Regions from separate parts of the Ovis aries genome. Here region 1 is linked to region 2. A link is a contact called in public Hi-C data. All regions are on one chromosome and are shown on one strand. The core of a region is the stretch at or near the end of the contact, and the rest is flanking DNA. Distances in the headings are between cores, read along the strand shown.

What was found. Hi-C and Micro-C count contacts between places; a contact is called where the count stands out from the background.
Region 1: a contact with region 2 is called in a Hi-C map of liver, with 4 times the contacts expected there. The contact joins the enhancer-like site here to the promoter of MAPK14 in region 2. A contact is called at or near these places in 13 of 16 Hi-C or Micro-C datasets (blood, hypothalamus, liver and 7 more).

Annotation. Positions count from the first base shown.
Region 1 is chr20:10,149,253-10,154,993 of ARS-UI_Ramb_v3.0, reverse strand. It overlaps MAPK14 (mitogen-activated protein kinase 14), which reads right to left. Exons shown (of 12, transcript NM_001142894.1): 9 at 1,453-1,532. Among named protein-coding and RNA genes, the nearest start is that of MAPK13, 29 kb to the left of the region's middle. Within about 2 kb of position 2,158, at least 39 of the 54 cell types and tissues checked have an H3K27ac peak or open chromatin away from gene starts, as enhancers often do. A contact at or near this core is called in hypothalamus and liver, where this site is marked.
Region 2 is chr20:10,090,423-10,096,635 of ARS-UI_Ramb_v3.0, reverse strand. It overlaps MAPK14 (mitogen-activated protein kinase 14), which reads right to left and starts at 1,821. Exons shown (of 12, transcript NM_001142894.1): 1 at 1,704-1,821. The coding sequence starts at 1,819. It overlaps SLC26A8 (solute carrier family 26 member 8), which reads left to right and starts at 2,386. Exons shown (of 20, transcript XM_060403123.1): 1 at 2,386-2,716.

The DNA of each region.
Region 1 (5,741 bases), core at 909-3,408, 58 kb before region 2:
ATGGCTAAGGGTGGGTGAGAAGACTGAGAAAGAGCTGCTAGTGGACATCTCCAGACAGAGGATGCATTTGCTGTCTCAGTCTCATGAGCACTCTTCAGTGATAAACTGAGCTCCTCCCTAACCTCTCTGCCTTGCCCCTGTGTCCTCTCTATTAGACAATCTTCCTAAGCAAAAGCATTTAAAACAGAAAGGCACCATCCTCTCTAAGCATCGTCTCATCTCTTCTTTGGTTCACTCCAATCCAGCTCCTGCATTTCAAAAAGCAAAAAGAAAACACTCCTTCTGGCTGACACTCTGGTCAATAACTGACAATGACTTTCAAAACTGTGCAATCGGATGAGATTAAAGTTTAGAACATGTTAGCAGAACATCTGGGATGTAAACTCAGCTCTGTCAAGTGACTCAGTGCGTGACTTGGGCAAGTCCCAGTCTTCCTGTGCTTCTGCTTCCTCATCTTAAATAAGTAAATGAAACCAATGAAAAGCCTGCCTCTGGCTACCCAGCAGTCTTTCCAACAGGGCAAAGGAATCCTTCAGTCGGAAACACTGGGAGGAGAATCCAGAAGGCACAGCTGGAGCTTGGCTTCACAGCTCTTTTTCCCTTTTATCCAACTGCCTGGCAGCAGACAGATGGGAAAAGGGAGAAAGACTGGGCTTTCCTAGTTTCTCTCATGCCTGTGGCCCAAGGAAATGACCAAGTAAGCCCAAGTAAGCCAGAGTCACATTCCCATGGCTTCCCTCTAAATGCCTGCTTAGAAGCAGGAAGGCATTAGCTCCAAAGCTTTTTCTCAGGGTACTCAAACTTGTAATTACACAGGCAGGCTGTGGGAGAAGGATTCACAACCCTTATCCTGTGGATCCGAGGCGTCAGCAGTGGGGATGTTACCTCTGACGGTCTGGAGACTGGGTAGATGCCGACCCCTGTGGAGAACAGACACCTTACCCAGGATGTGCAAGTTGTCTTATTCTAAAGCAATAAAAAGCAAGTAACTCCTGGGAAAGGGGAAGAGAGTGCAGGCAACGCACTTTCCATCCTTTCAGTGAGAAAGCTAGACTGATAGACGGTAAAGCTCATGCTTTGAGGATAAATACTAACCAAAAAAGTGAAAGGAGCCCTTGAGTGAAACTTTGAGAAAGATGATGTCAGGGCTGGAGAATGGAGACAACACATTTTCCATCTCCTGGAATGAATCAGAATCTCAAATCTCACTTACTGCGATACTACTGCCCAACACAAGCTCCCATGCTCCAGTACTATACCCAGAGAGAAAACAAAACACACTCATGCATGTGAGCAGGCAGGTACACGTACACACACACACCTCATCCTGGAGTCAGCACACAAAGGGCACATGTGCTTACAAACATACCCAGGTCAAAGTACAGATTGACAGAAGGGAAGTGGCAGAGGCTCCCAACAGGGCAGATAATTACAATCAAGGCAGCAACTCACAGACTCTGAGGAGATTTTCTTCAAAAGCTCAGCCCCTGGGGTTCCAACGAGTCTTAAAATGAGCTTCAACTGATCAATATCTAATGGTGGACTATAAAGGAAAATGTTGGGACAAAATAAAAATGAAAAACAAACAAAACAAACAAACAAAACACCCCAATAACAAAAACTTAAAACCCCAAACCAAGCCAAAATGGTGAATTGATCTAGGTCAAGGTTTCGGCAGGACGGTCACTTCAAGTAGAACATGCTCCTCCTGTACAAATTTTCAAAAGCTACCACACACATACCCGACTTATATTTATTTTGTGCATCTGTCAACATCCCCTGTCAGTAGAGTTAAGCAGCTGTAGCTGGGTACTTAGCTGCCAAAGACAGCAGGTGAAAACATATAAGCAGCACTCAGTCCATACGCTCAGCCCACACCTACCTCCTTCCCTTCCACCAAAGCACCAGGAGCCAGTCAAGCAAAGAACACCAGTCAGCAGAGGGCCACAGAGAAGAAAGCAGCAGAGAGCACAGGAGTTAGGGATATACACAAGCCTACCTGTGAATATTCCTCTAAGGCTTGACCTAAGGAGCCTGTAATATGGCAGGGACCTGCAAAGATCCAGGGCCTAACCAGTTGAGACGTCCTCCCGAGACCCTCCCTGGCTGCGGCAGGCAGAGGACTGTGAGCGACAGTGGCCAGCAGAGGGCCCCACCACCCCACTGCAGCACACATCCTTCAGGAGTGCGGCAGTAACACAGGGCACAGGAGGCTTCGACCTTACAGAAATGTACTGACAGACCTCACACACCCCCCGAGCTCTACATAACAGGCCACAACACCCAAACCTTTACTGTGCAGCCAACTCTTCTATGCATACTCACCATGTATGTGCATATACTGACCAGAAGTCAGAAACTTTCCACTTACTCTGACTGCTTTTAGCCTTGCCTATAAAGCTAAAAAGGAAAAAAAAAATCTTATAACTCTCAGTATTTTTTTTTAATGAAACTTTAAATGTTATCCATGCCATGTCTACACTGACATTCAGAGGGAAAAGGAAGAGAGGATGACTATCTCCTGACTCTTGCCATAAAAAAAACCTGTCAGGTTTTGCAGGATTAGCTCGTTCTCAACTTCGGGCCTCAGCTTAACCTTCACTTCCTCAGAGAAGCGTCCCCTACGCTACAGAAGAGGCACTGCCTTCCTGGTCACCCTCCCTCTCAGCACAATGCGTGAGCTCCTCACATCTGTAGCTGCTTCGTCTGCTATTGGCTGTCACCTCCACTGATCTGAGAGGGGGGCTACTCTGCCTGCTCACCACTCGTCCCCAGTGCTCAGACTACCATCTGCTACATGCTCAGCACTCAAAGTATTCGAGAAGGTACAGCAAGATGGAGAGGAGGAGAATGGAAGAGAAGACTTGTTTACGATTAGACGTAAGAAGGCAGTGCAGTGCAAAAGATAATGGCCACTGTGAGCCATAGCTGCTGGAGTTACAGGAACTGGTTACGCAATAGTAACTTGCCCTATTCTTTTTCCCCCTCCAGATATGAAACTGGCTTAAATACAAGAAGATTCTAGACAAGAGTCAGCAAATCAAGCTGCACTGGAACACAACCAGGCCATTCGGCTGCTTTCACCTTATGTGGCAAAGCTGTATGGTTCCCAAAGCCTGAAATATTTACTAGGTGGCCCTTTAAGTACAGAATCCTATCCCAGACCCAAACAATTTATGTTCTATAAGAAAATAAATTAACAGCAAGTCCACTCTCAGAAGGGCTTCTGTGGTGGCTCAGATGATAAAGAATCTGCCTGCAATGCAGGAGACACAGGTTTGATCCCTGGGTTGGGAAGATCCCCTGGAGGAGGGAACGGCCACCCACTCCAGTATTCTTGCCTGGAGAATTCCACGGACAGGGGAGCCCACTCACAGAAGTTACTTCTGAATTAGAACAGTAGAGAATAACATTATAAAACAACTATAATCCAATATAAAATAAAAATTAAATTAGAAAAAATAGGAGAGAATTTTGTTCTTTGTAGAGGGCAAAAATGAATGTGTTCTGGAGGCTAAAATTTCAATACTGAGGGAAAAAACTGAACTACTTTAGAGAGTCAAGTTTTATGCCCCCACTGAGGAAGACTCTGGGCTGTGGGTTTCTCAAGAATCTTACCTTCACCCCAATATACCTGAAAAGTAAGCCACTCCTACTGGTCACAGTGGTCATGAGAGCAATGATTTGGGGGACCCCAGGTCCTTTTCCACCTCAGCCAGTAAGAAACAATCTCAGGGCTGAAGAATAAAGTAAAGCCCTGAATCCTCAACTTCAAGTTCACAGACTTTGCTGATTTGGCATCAAGAGTTTTTCCTGACTCTCCCCTCAAACTATTATTCCTTCATGCACTCAATGTTTCAACTCACACTAAATATTCCAGGCACTTTTAAGCTTCCACCTTCTTATTTATGCAAGTCATAAACAGCAATACCCTCCATTCTCCCCTCCTAGCATACCTTTTCTCTCCTTATTTACTTTTCAAAGTCCTGCTCAAACAAGAACTCTGCCATGAAGTCTTCCTGCGTATCTTGAACTTGAATTAATCTCTGCTTCTTCTCCCTAACTTATTTACACTCTATTACAGTATCTGTTCACTCTGTCTTGTTTTATAAGTAGAGAACAGACCTTCATTCAAATGACTCCTGTAACTCACGTTCTGCTAAGTATGATCATTCTGGTTTGGAGGACAGGTACCATCTTATCTTTAGCACCTTCCACTGAATAGCTCAATAAATATTAACTTGAAAGGTCTTCCTGTAATAGACTTTTCAAAGCAACTCCACCCCTCTGTCTTGCCCTCAAAAATCTAGAATAACTATATTCTAATGGGAAGTCTATATACAAAAAAGTCAAGAAAAGTTGCTTCACTTCATATGCAAATGGTCATCTGAAACGTTTACACTCTAAAGAGTATACAGTGCGATGAGAGCATAAGGGGTACAGATAAAGAGAGTGGGTACAGCATGACAGTCGATACTTAGGAGATTAGTAAACACACAGTGCAAAATGAAAACCTACTTAGTAGCTAAAAGCACTTGCATCAAGAAAGGCAAAGCTGCAAACTTCAAAAGAAATCACCATTGGTTCTCCAAGAGCTGGCAAATCCACTGAAATACAGGTCAGTCTTCCAATAATACCAGCTACAGTAAGGCCACTACAATTTGTCCAGGCAGTTAAGGCCAGAAGGAACTTCAAGTAACTATATAAGCAGAGCAAAGCAAAACTTACCACATTATGACAATTAGTTATTTCCACAGCAAGCCATCCTTCTTACCAGGTTTAACCCCATTTTCCCCTAGACAGCAGATATTTTTACTGGTAGTTAAAAATGTGTTTTAATTGTAATAATCACAATGTCAAAATTTTAATTAAAAATCTCCTGATTCTTCTTTAAACAACTTAGGCCTAAGATTACTCTTTAGGTCCTCTGTAACAAAAGTAACAGGTAGCTAGAATGAGTAGGTGAGGGAAAAAATCCTAAGGGTAATGGGTTATTTGGAAAGAAAGTAAAAGAGGGATAGTCTATTCACTTCTAAATGTTCTAGGCAACTCCCAGGAGATTTCTGTAAGCCACAGAGTTGAAGATACTGAGAGGTAAGCTAAGTCTCATTCCAGTCCATCCTGTCTGTCACCAGGAGAATTTTCACAGGTCAGTGTTCCACCTTTGTCTCGTGGATTTTTAAAAAAGTGCTGCTCATAAGCAGTATCAAAATAGATAAATAAAAGGACCATTTGCAGAACCTGAGACTACGGCTGCTTAAGAGCAGCAGTTTTTAAAAAATCCATGAGACAAAGGTGGAACACTGACCTGTGGAAATTCTCCTGGTAACAGACAGGATGGACTAGAATGGGACTTAGCCCATTTCCTTCTCTTCTTAGTCACCAAATAGTCATTTTCACTGTCATACATGGAAGATTTCTTAAGATGTTTTAGTTTGTGGAGAAACCTGAGAATTCCAGCCTTTTCAAATGGGGGAATACAATCTCAAGTTAAGAGAAGAAAAGGCAAGAAGTAACCTAATACTTTTCTTCTTCAACATTAGGACACCTGCTTTTAGTGTCTGAAGGAAAACCGTGTTTTTGTTTTTGTTTTTAATGAGAGACTATTTGAAACTAACGTCTGAAAGAGAGGGGTAGTTGTGATAGGAAGGGGGATATACAAAAGTTTTGGCTCTACTGGAAATATTTTATCTTGTAATCTGGGCTACATAAACACAGGTGTTCATTTATTATTTCTTGTC
Region 2 (6,213 bases), core at 572-3,071:
ATGTTTTATCAGCACTTCACTGGATCTCCAGTGCCAGGGCTGAGTTACTCACATCAACTGTAGGGAAACCTTGCAAGCAGTTCACTAACTCCCCACAGTTGAGCCGTATCACTCCACTAAAGTTTAAACAACAATGATAGGAAACAAAAATTCAGTACCACAAAAATTAATGTGTCAATTCCAGAATGAAAACTGGCCGTAAACAAGTGAGCTATTAAAGCAGCAATGATCCAAACACATCTTCGAAAATTAGCGAATCAACAGCACGCTATAAAAATGGAAAAAAGATGTCAAGCATAGGGCCATCAGCGACATCACTCAAGCAGCCTGAACTAGAAAACGCAATATGATCTGTTGCTGGACACAATTGCACAATCTCAATTACCCAGAAGATTCTACCAAACAGGAAATTCATGCTGGGGCTTTAAGAAACACAGGAATTATATTCAAAGATTACCAAGTCTAAAAGCCTGGAACCTGCCCCGAAACAAAAAACTAATTTTGTAGACCTCTTTGCAAATAATGCATGCACAGGAATTACATGAATTAGCTTCAGGTCAGCTCTCAAATTACACAAAATCTAAAATACAGTGTATAAAACCTTAGAAGTTAGAAAAGTTAGTGAACTGAGTCTGGAAATTTTACAGTAGCGTTTCATTTAAAAGACATTCATAGTGTGAATTAAAGCTGAAAAGTGTCTCTTCCTTCTTTTGCTATATATTCCATATCCCATGAAAACCATTATGTACCTCTCAGGCCTTAAGTGCAGATTAAGTTCTCTGCAAACCCTCTAAAGGACTTTAAAAACACAGTGTTTCACAAGAATTATCACGATTAAAAAATATTTATAATACATCGCAGCATTGTTAAAAACTTTTTGATCTTGAGGGCGTCCAACGGATCTGAACCTCACTTGCTCCAAAGGAGAAAATCGTTTTGTCAAACAATACTTAAATGAGCAGTGGTATGTGACTAATCAGCGAGGCCGCCAGCTTCTCAAGCTGCAGGCACTACCACCACCCCCCACTCTGCGAAAAGGAAATACGCTTTCAACTGAATCGGAAACACACCACTCAAGCTGGCACAGGGCTCACCGAGATAAAGTCGGTATTTTAAGCTCCCTGGATAGCTGCTAATTCAAGTGCGAATTCAAAAAGAACCCTTCTCAAAATGCAATTTCGACAGAGGTTTGCAAAAAAGCCCGAACTCAACGCCCTTCGTCCTCAGTTTTGTTCAGATGACCGCAGTCGAGCTTTGCCCTTCTGCTTCTCCGGGCAGCTTCCCGGGCTTGTCTGCTCCGAGGGCAGGCACATCTCGAGAGAGTCCTTCTGCTCGATGCCAGCAGGGAGAGACCTCCGAAGAGGGACCCCTGTTCCTGCCCCCGTAGCAGCACCGCCCCCCCACCCCCACCCCCACCCCCAAGGGAACGCGCAGGGTGCGAGTCAGGGCCCGGCTCCAACACCATCACCCACCGCCCACAGCGGACCTGCGTCCTACACACAGCTGACCATCTACGTGGGCGTGCAGGGTGGGGGTGCAAGGGGGACAGGGAGTGCAGGACAGGGGTCGAAGAGGGCTGGGATGCCCTCCCCCCAAGGAAAATTCCTGCCGCTGGGTGCATTGCTGAGCCGTGGGGGCAGGCCTGACTCCAGGGCATACGGAGACACCCGGCCCAGCGAGGCCCCCGGCCCGGTGACACTCACCACACAGAGCCATAGGCGCCGGAGCCCACCGGGGACAGGTTCTGGTAACGCTCGGGCACCTCCCAGATGGTCTTGTTCAGCTCCTGCCGGTAGAACGTGGGCCTCTCCTGAGACATCTTCCAGCGGTGGCCGCGGGGCGAGGAGGTGGCCCTTGCAGGGCCCCGCCTGCACCCGCACCCGCTTCCCCTGACCTCGTAGCCCGCCCGGCCGGGCGGGGACCCCTGCGCTGGCCGCCCGCGCAGGTGCGGCTGCGGCGACCCTGAAGAAGCCCGCGCGCGCGCGCGGCCCCTGTCAGCCGCAGCGGCTGGACGCGCCTCACCGACGGCGGGGGAAGCACTGCGAAGGGCCGGGGCACGCTCCGGGGCCCTGGGCTGGCGCCCCGCCCAGCTCTCCCTGCGCTCTCTCCACACCCGGCCGACTCCCGGCTGCGCGGCGGGGTCACAGCTCCAGCTGCAGCGCCCGCGGAGCTTCCAGTGGTCGCCTTTCCCAGAGCCAGCGAACAGGAGCCTCCCGCCGTGCTCTCGCGAGAACAGCTCCCGGACCTCTCCTCGAGCCGAGATTTTACCCAATATGGAACCTGCCCGCGGGAGGGGGGTTGATGAAGGGAGAGCTTGGGAGAAGTAATTCTCGCGAGAAGAGAGCAACAGCTGGCCCCTAGAGGCAGGAACTCCCAGGGATTGCTCTCCTTTAGCGCGCGAAGGCGGACCCGGGAAGGAGCGGAGAAGCAGACGATACAGGCCGCGCGCGCCCCATCGTGGTCGGCGGGGCAAGTGCTTGGCTCCCTGTTGGAAAGAGACAGTGACAAATCAATCGGGTGTCTGGGAAAAGAGCCAAAAGACCTTTAAACGGTGGGTAATCACCAGCAGCTGAGCACCTGCTCGGCGGAAAACCCCCAATTTCCAAGAAGTACTTGCATAAAAAAGAGAAAGATTCCGGCCAGAAAGCCGTTGTAGTCCCATCTGCTCAAGGACATACACTTACTCTTCGGAATGCTGACGAAATCTGTCTCAAAGGTAAATATTAGCCCTGAATTAAGGTTGAGGTTTTTCCACCCAGACACTTCTAGTAGTTCTCAAACTTTTACGTGCAGAAGAAGCACCTTGGGCGCTTAAAAATGAACAGCGAGTTTGATTAGATGGGTCCCAGAGGGACTCCAAGACTGTGCATTTTTACAAAATGCGCCAGGTTCAGAAAAGTTCTTGGTATCTCCCTTGGAGAAACATTTTAAAACCTTTACCCTGAAGGTTTGAAACTGATTCCTACCTTGAAGAGCTTCCAGCAAAGAGGGTTTTAAGAATTGTAATCATGCCTCTCAGAGTAAGAACAGTGCAGATAGTGGTTTTCTGGCAGTATCCTGTTGGGCAAGTCAATTGACCTTTCTTAGACCTTAGTTCCAGTTTATGCAAAAAAGAATTGCTGCCCTGAAATTTCCCACCTGAAAGCTGAACAAGATAATAAATGTGAATGGGCAAGGTATTATAACCCCATACCTTCATGTCACTATTAACTTATTCCTACCCTAAAACTTGTTTCAATAAGCAGAATTGGACCCTATCTTATTCTTGGTCATTTCTTTTAGAACTAACTGGGCTCAAGCCAGGACACTTCCCATCACTATCCATGACTATTCTCTTTTGTGTTATGCATCCCTTGAAGTGCTCAAATTTTGCCTATCTTGTCCCAGCATCTAGCTCAGGGCCTCGAACATAGAAGTTACTCCATAAGTATTTGCTGAGCAAATTATGAACAAGGACATGATCTCAACTAAGGTGGCATTGCAGGATCCTCAGCTGTCAAGGAAAAATAAAATAAAACCCAAAACAAGGGTCGTAGGTGATCTGCGGAAAGCTTTCTTTGGATTCAGTGTGACAGCCTAGATTCTCTTGCCTTAGAAGACATGTTGCTTAAAAATGTTCCAAGCCAAACTGCAGATAGTGAGCTTTCTAAGAAGTATTGGAGGTAGGAGGAAGCAAGAGCAAAAATGCAGCTGTAAAGATATGAGAGGTAAGAGTAGGGGATCAAGGTGAGTGCATGGATAAAAGGGGGAAAACTTGGAAGCTGGAATTCTAAGAAATTCATGTATTTATCCAACAAATTGGGATGATGACATGAGAGTGAGCAAAAGAATAAAGATGAGCAATACACTCACTCACTCAGCAAATATATATTGAATGCCTACTAGGTACCAGGCACTTCTAATGGGAAGTTGGTTGAAAGGCAGATAGCGGCTGCCTACGTGGAGCCTACAGTGAGTAGTGGCACAATCATTCACTTCTTCAACACAGATTTATTGAGCACTTACTAGATCTACCACATTGCTCTGGCACCAATAATACAGCAATTAAAGAAAGACATAAAAATTCCTGCCCTTCTGGGGATGAGACAGATTACAAACGGTATAGGTAGGGACTCCCTGTTGGTCCAGTGGCTCAGACTCCATGCTCCTGGAGCAGAGCCCCTGGGTTGATCCCTGGTCGGGGAACTAAATCCCACTTGCAGCTAGGAAGATGGAAGGTCCACTTACTGCAACTAAATCCTGATGCAGCTAAATAAAGACGTAAATGTATTTTTTAAAGCCGTAGGTAAAGTGAATAATATATTAGACATTACTACAGTAATCAAGCAAGTGGAAAACTGCAACTGGGCAAAGAGGGAATGCAGACACAGGGAGAGGCAGTGACAGGGACTGAGCTTCAGAAGGTTAAGGGGTCTTGGGGGGAGGAGCTGGGCAGGAGGGCGTCCTTCAGTCGGGGTTGGAGATCTCGGGGACCCTCTTAGCCTCCAGTTTCCTCCTGCGTTTTCTGTCCACAAGAGTTGTCGGGAGACTTAGGGTGCATCACTTACGCCAAGTGCGGCGCGCGAGGCCTGGCATCAAGGAGGCCCGCGGGTTCGGCCGCAACGGCTCGGGAACCGCCGGCGTCCGCGTCCGCAGCGCCGCCTGCCCGGCCGGAGCTGCCTCCGGCTCCAGCGCCCGCCCTCCCGCCGTAGCCCGGGAACCAGGTGAGCCGAGGGACCAGGGAGCCGCCCGGGGCCGGGGCTTCAGGTGGTGGCGGCGGCGGGGCCCGGGCTCCGGCGTTGGGTGCGGGGACCACTCCCCCCGGCCCCGGCGTTATACTCGGAAGTCCCCGGGCCACTGTCACCGCAGGGTCAGGCTCGTCGAGGGCACTCAGTCAGTGTTTGCGGAATGAATGAATGACTGTCCTCCCTGGGAGCTTCTCTCTCTGTGCGGTCCCTGCTTTTGAAAGTCCATGAGGAAAGACGGCGCGTGCGTTTGGCAGGCTGACTCCTTCCACACTCGTTGGTCTGAGCCGTCATAAGCCCCAGAACTGGCCTGCTGCCGGAGCCTCCCCCTGATCAACGCACCCCGCTGCCATCCTCCTCCCGAGGCTTGATGCCCAGTTGCGCGCCTTCTGCTTTTTAGACCTCACTGGTGTCGTTCTTGTTCCTTCTAACTGAGTCCCTACTCCCACCTCTCAGCCCCTTGTTCCTTTCAAGTTCTGTTGATGGATCGCAGCAGCCCCTTCTTCAACATCCCCAGCCCAACAATGAGTTTCTCTCCAGCCAGCCCATTGGTAATACTCTCACCAGGTCGCATTAAAGGCAGTTGTCTGTGTGTCGGATGGTCAGCTCCTTGAGGGCTGTCCTCTGATCATTCATCCCCAGCCACCAGACCAAGTGACGGAAACGTACTGAAAGCAATGCCCTTTGCTTGTGCCTTTCTTTTTCACATACATTCCACCATAAAAGCATAGTTAGAATGGGCAAAGGCCTGTTTTTTTCTCATGGAATTACAAATATTTATTTTGAAATTCTGAAAGTGAATTTTCCTTTCCCACGATTATAGAGAACACGTGAAAGCCGACCATATGAAAGGATAATCTTGAAACTAAGTTTCAGGATTTCACATCAATTGGGGTAACAGAAAATTGGGTTGAATTGGGTTGTGTTTAAATATCTTACTCTTGGCTTTTAAAGTGCTTTTAGCACCTTATGTAAAAGAATCAGTGGATGGCTGGATGGTTAGGGGTAGTATGTGGATGAAGGAGCTAGGTCAAAAGTGCCTATATTAACAGTGCTCCAAGTTTAATCCTGATTGTCCGACTGAATAAAGATAATTAGCTACATTTACAGTGGTCTTCATACTTCACTGTGTACCAGAATCATCTGGAGGGCTTCTTAAAACAGACTGCTGGTCCATCCTCAGAGTTTCTGATTAATTGTGTTTTGTTAGGTAGGGCCTGAGAATTAGCATTTCCAACAAGTTCCCAGATGATGCTGTTGTTTGTAAGACCAAGTATGGGCTATAGAGATTAATTTCTATTAATTAGTAGTGAATCCAGATGCCCCAAATTATGTCACCTTTGTAGAATATGAAAATGAAACCTAAAGTTGTTCAGATCATGGCCCACCCACCTGAATGTTTTTGTCTGCTGGCAGGAAGCATCAGGGAATGTTAGGAATCAGTAAGACACAGTCCCTCTTGTGTTGTGTCTCAGCTGAAAGGTCATTA